Regions from separate parts of the Mus musculus genome. Here region 1 is linked to region 2. Evidence: chromatin contacts called from public Micro-C data. All regions are on one chromosome and are shown on one strand. The core of a region is the stretch at or near the end of the contact, and the rest is flanking DNA. Distances in the headings are between cores, read along the strand shown. Region 1 holds the start of Neurog2 (neurogenin 2). Region 2 holds the start of Alx3 (aristaless-like homeobox 3).

Region 1 (2,700 bases), core at 68-2,567, about 20 Mb before region 2:
AGTAGTCCACGTCTGACCCGGGGCTAGCGGGCGATAAAGTGCAGCTGTATGGGGACGTGGAGTTGGAGGATGACGCCGGGCTGTTGGTGCAGCTCCAGGAGGAAGGTGGAGAAGGGCTGTCCCCGCTGGCGCCGAGCGCAGCTCCCGGGCTCAGGAGCACCGCCTCCGTGAAGAGCGCCCCCTGGAGGCCACCGGCGCCGGCGCAGTGGTCCGCCAGGCGCAGAGTCTCGGTGAGCGCCCAGATGTAATTGTGGGCGAAGCGCAGCGTCTCGATCTTCGTGAGCTTGGCATCCTCGGGGAAGGTGGGCAGCACCTCGCGCAGCGCGTCCAGCGCGGCGTTTAGGTTGTGCATGCGGTTGCGCTCGCGGTTGTTGGCCTTGAGCCTGCGGGTCTTCTTGATGCGCTGCACCGTCTCCGCCGTCTTGGCACCTCGGGAGACGGCCCGTGAGCGCGACGGGCGACGCTTGCACTCGTGCATCAGGCCCAGCAGCCGCCCTGGCCGGCAACCCCCGGCACCCGACGCCGGACTGCCCTGCACCCCCTGCCCGGCTTCCGCTCCACGCTGCCCACGCGCGGAGCCCGGCCGGCGCAGCTCCTCGTCCTCCTCCTCGTCCGCGCTGGAGGACATCGGGGTCAGGGTCGCCGAGGCCGGGGAAGCCGAGCCCAGCAGCATCAGTACCTCCTCTTCCTCCTTCAACTCCAGAGTCTCAGATTTGACGAACATCCTGAGAAAGAAGAGGCAGATGAAATTTATTCCCAGAATGGACAGGGTAAAGTGTCGCTGGCGCCGCGCCCCGCCCCCCCCCCCTCCATCTCCCTCAATGTGCATTCGCGAAGATGGCGAGGACAGAGCTGGGGAGGAGCGCCCCGGGCTCGAGCCACCTTCTGCCGGTCACAGAAGTCACTGCGTCTAGAGCGATGGAGTTAGCGTGGGCGGCGTGAGCCTGCGTGGGGACACTGCCTGCGAAGTGGAGAGCCGCGGCATGCACACTTACCTACGCGGCTCCAGATGTGTCGCGGCGCAGCTGCTGCTCCGGTGTGTGTCCGGGAATGTCCCCGCAGCCCGGAACCGAGCACGGTGTCCTCCGCGCCGCGGGCTTGGCGCTTCCTAGGCGCACCTCCGCGGGGGGGCCTCTCGGCTGGGCGACTTTGCCAAGAGCCCGGACGACCGCGGCAGCTCGCCCGAGTCTCGTGTGTTGTCGTTCTCGTGCGTGGTTGTCTGTCAGTCAGTCCCTGGCCGTGTGGCTGCTGGCACGCGACTCCAAGGCACTCCAGTTAAAGCCGAGCTGCTTGTGGTTCAGTGGCTGCGTGTCTGGCACACGACTCTCCTTAAAACCCCTTATATACCACCAAGAAAACAATCAGATCTGCCCCGGGGCCCCCTCCTCACCTACCCTTCCCCCGCCCTCTCCTCCTCCGCCTGTCCTGGTCCCCCGCTCTCCCTCCCCAGCTTATTCTTTTCATCGTATTATCATCATTCATTTCTTTCCCTTTCTTTAGTCCCTCTCCCCCTCCCCTGGCCTGGCCATCCATCCTCCTCCTCCATCACCCCCGCCCCTCCGTCCCCCCTTTATCTAATCAGCATAAAATGGTTCTAAAGCTCCTGTTGGCGCTCCAGGCTGCAGCCCAAGCTACCGAAGCCGCGGCGGCGGCAGTGGCTCAAGCTGCGGCTGTTGTCGCCGCCGCTGTCTATTGTGATTGGTGGCTCGCGCTCGGCTGGAGCGTGCCGCTAATTTATTAATGAAAGGAGGTCGCGAGGCGCAGCTGGCCAATCAGTGTTCCCGGGACTCCGGGAGGCCTGCGAGCCACGCGCACCGGAGCCCGCTCCCTTTCAGCAGCTCATTAGGGGCCCGAGTGCTGGGGGCCCATGGCGGGGGGGGGGGGGGGCACCCCGACTACTGCTCCCGCCCGAGTCCTCCATACGCGTCCCGCCCGTCTCAGCCGGGGTCTCACGGGCGGGCGACCGGAGCCTTGAATTAGTGAGAGTCAGAATCCCGGAGAAGGCAGCCTGGTGGTGCTGCCGGCCATGTCTCGGCAAAGCCTCTTTGGGGCCGTATCAACTAGAAAACGGGTTTTAAAACACCTTAGTCTAATTAGGAAAAGGAAGGGGTCACGTACGTGTGCCAGACAGGAGGCACGTTGTGAGAGAGTGTGCCTGAGTTCTAGAGAAACGTGTCTATGACTGTTTGGGAAACATTAGGAGTTCACAGAGACGTCCCCTAGAAGGGGAAATTGGTCGGAGAGCAATTGATGAGCATTAAAAAAAAATAAAATAAAATAAAATAAAATAAACGCACTCACTTGACACACCCATTTTCCCTGAGACACAGTGAGGCTTCACGCCTTGACGTAATTTGGGGGGCTTCTGGTGCGGAAGGGGATGGGTACCAACAACAGGTTAGAGCCAGATGATACTATAAGGTGGCTTCCTGTGTGGGTGGCAAAGGCAGGCGTGCTACTGCTCCTAGGAGCGAGTGGATCACTCTGACACTTGTATGACCTCTGCTCCGCTCTGGGGGGCGTTGTTGAGACATAGGGCCTGTCCTCCCAATTCTGCCTTTTCAATGGGGAGAAAAAAAATAGAAAGGAGCTCTAGCTCCCTGCTGGACTTGAGAGGAAACTTGTTCTGAATTGCTGTCTGTCCCTCCCCTTTACCACTAGACGCAGAACCAGAGTCCCAGAAGTGAGTGAGTCCTGAGT
Region 2 (2,700 bases), core at 122-2,621:
TCTAGGCTACGAAATGTGGCTGCATACGAGGGGTGGGCGTGGGTGCTGAGCCACTCGTGGGTCAGCGAGTACAGTGGGCGGCAAAAGAGTCTTGGCAGGCCCTGCCACTCAGGCGCATTCTCAGATAATGGTACGGTCCGACCCGCCTTAGCACACAGGGCACGGTCCCCGGAGTGGGATGCGCCCTGGGATTTAGGATAGTTCGGGACCGCTTCCGACGGCTCAGCGGTGATGATTCGGTGCCGAGATGCCAACTGCAAGAAGGGTAGCCATCCCCGTGGCGACGGGGAGGCCAAGTTAATCTGAGAAACAAGAACATAGTTATTTGATCTTGAAGACAGTCCCAGTTCTGAGGGGGAGCAGCCACCGCCACTCTGCGGAGCGACTTAACGGCATCAGAAAACCTTTTCCTGCAGAGGCTGGGCCCGAGGATGAGAGCTGGGTAAGTCCAGGACACAGCCTTTCCCTCGCTGAGTCCAGTTTGGCCACTAAGTCGAGGCCCAGCCTCTACGCCCTCAGCGGGCGCCATGCACAAAAGCAGAACTCTTCTCTCCCAGCTTTGGGGCCCAGTTAGGCTCCGGGGCCCTCCACCCAGTCCCCTCTTCTGGGTCGGTGGCAGAGAGGCTCGGCTCCGGATGAGCGCGATCTCTCCTCCCAGGTTCAATCACCTTGGGGGTCGGAATGGGCCCAAGATCGTCCCTACTCCACCCTCCTTTGACCTCCCGCCTCCCATTGCCTCTGCCGGCCGGGGACACAGGCGATTCTGCGGTCCCCAATGCCCTGGCCTTGTCCGGCCAGGCCAGCAGCGATCTAGCGAGGGAATCGTGGAAAATGCGAGACGTACCCAAAGTTAAGAAGCAAGAAAGCGGGAGAGTCGGGGAGACCAGGAAGGGCTGGGGATAAGAACGACATGGGGTTCCACCACCACCCCCGACCCCCGGCGTGTTACCTTCCGCGGAGCCCTCGTAGAAGTGGCCGCCGTTGAGCACCGGGCCTGGCCCGAGGTCCTGCAGGTACTTGGCGGGCGGCTTGGCGGGCTCTGGGAGGTAGGGTTCCAGGGGCCCACAGGCCGGGAAGCGGCTCAGGCGCGGACCGCGGGGTGGCGCGGGGTGCAGGTGAGGCGCAGCATCGGGAGTCCCCTGGGGACCCGGAGCCTCGTCCCCCGCGGCCGCGTAAGGACCGGCCGCCGGCCCCACGGAGAAAGGCGCGCAGCGCTCGGGGTCCATGCCGGCTCGGGCTCACAGGCCGCCGGAGCTCCGGGGCTCCCGCTAACCCGCGCGGCCTGTGAGCCAAGGGGGAGGGACCTGGGCTCGGGGGCGCGGAGCCCCCGGGAGCGGCGCGCGCCGCGGGGGGTGGGGGGCAGGAGAGGGGGCCGCGCCTCTGACTTAATGCTGGAACCATCCACGTCACGTGCGGCCCCGTGCGGGTTAACCCCTCGGAGCCCAGGAACACCCCCACCCCACCCCATTCACCCCGAGTCTGGTATCACAAGCAGTTGGAAGAGAAGAGAGGGAAGCTGCTTCCTTTCGAGGGCAGGATCCCTTTTGTCTAGCAGTCGGGTGAGTCCTTGGCTCTGAGCTGCACCCTCAAGTCCTGATATCCATCTTAGTGGCTCTTGGCCCTGGGGAGGTGAAACGGTGAGGGCAGACATCCTCCCCACCCCCGCACCCTCCCCCATCCCTCCTCCAACATTCTCTTTGAGGCCTGATCTGACATCAGTCTGAGAAGAGAGGCCTCTACTGTGGTAGAGTTTCCCCTTCACCTTGCTCGGTTTATTTTTGCTGGTAGCTGGAAAAAAGCAAGGGCATCTCCCTTAGACACTTGTTTTGCCTGGACATCCTAGAGACTGGATGCTGTGGAAACAGCAGGGGGCTTGGGAGCTTGGGCCTCAATACTGTCATTGATTATCTGTGATTTGAACCTCTCACTTAGCGTTTTCAGCTGACTGTGGTCCATCTACATTTGGTGGTGAGTTCCAAAGCCCAGGCAGGCCAAAACAGACAGAGAGATCTCTAGGTTTCACAGTGGTCTGCCCAGGTAGCTTTTTGGGTCAGCTATGGAAGAGCAGAAGGGTCATTGTCCTTCTGAGCAGCATAAACTGAATGTCACTCAGATCCACTGCAAATTAACTGCTTCAGGCTTGCTATTTTAGACATAGCGAGGGTAGGATTGCATCTCCCAAAGGTGAGTCTCCTCGACCCAAAGGAAGCCTAGGATTAGGGTATAGCTTAGCCTTTCTGAAACTGAATAATCCTTACTGTGCCTAAGATCTGGGAAGAAATACCAGAGGTCCTTTGGACCCGAGCTTAAAGATCCCTTAGGTCCGGGTTAAAACATTTATATTTTTAGGACCCCTGGAGATTAGCGAGAGGGGCAGGGAGTCAAACATCATTTGTATTCTATTTGAATTCTCATTTTTAAAAGGAATCTAAGAGGCCTGGTGTGAACACCTCCCTCTTCCGTTGGAGGCTTAGAGGAGGTTTCTTGGCTGTCCTCAGCCAGAGTTGGGCTGTAAATCAAGGCCAAACAGGAACCAGAAGCCTTGCATCTCACAAGGAGTCATTAAGCCATTATTAAACATACCGTAACTTTTCTGAAGCCTTATTGGCTTAAACACCACATTGGAGGCATTATGGCCATTAGGGCCCCTAATCACAGACTGCAGGCTAGGCAGAGATGGGAGCACCTGGGGCTGATATT

What was found. Hi-C and Micro-C count contacts between places; a contact is called where the count stands out from the background.
Region 1: a Micro-C map of embryonic stem cells shows a contact between it and region 2, with 8 times the contacts expected there. The contact joins the promoter of Neurog2 here to the promoter of Alx3 in region 2. A contact is called at or near these places in 2 of 39 promoter capture datasets (cranial neural crest and second pharyngeal arch cranial neural crest) and 1 of 484 Hi-C or Micro-C datasets (embryonic stem cells).

Annotation. Positions count from the first base shown.
Region 1 is chr3:127,631,753-127,634,452 of GRCm38.p6, reverse strand. It overlaps Neurog2 (neurogenin 2), which reads right to left and starts at 1,317. Exons shown (of 2, transcript NM_009718.3): 1 at 996-1,317; 2 at 1-725. The coding sequence starts at 724.
Region 2 is chr3:107,593,702-107,596,401 of GRCm38.p6, reverse strand. It overlaps Alx3 (aristaless-like homeobox 3), which reads right to left and starts at 1,371. Exons shown (of 4, transcript NM_007441.3): 1 at 950-1,371. The coding sequence starts at 1,226.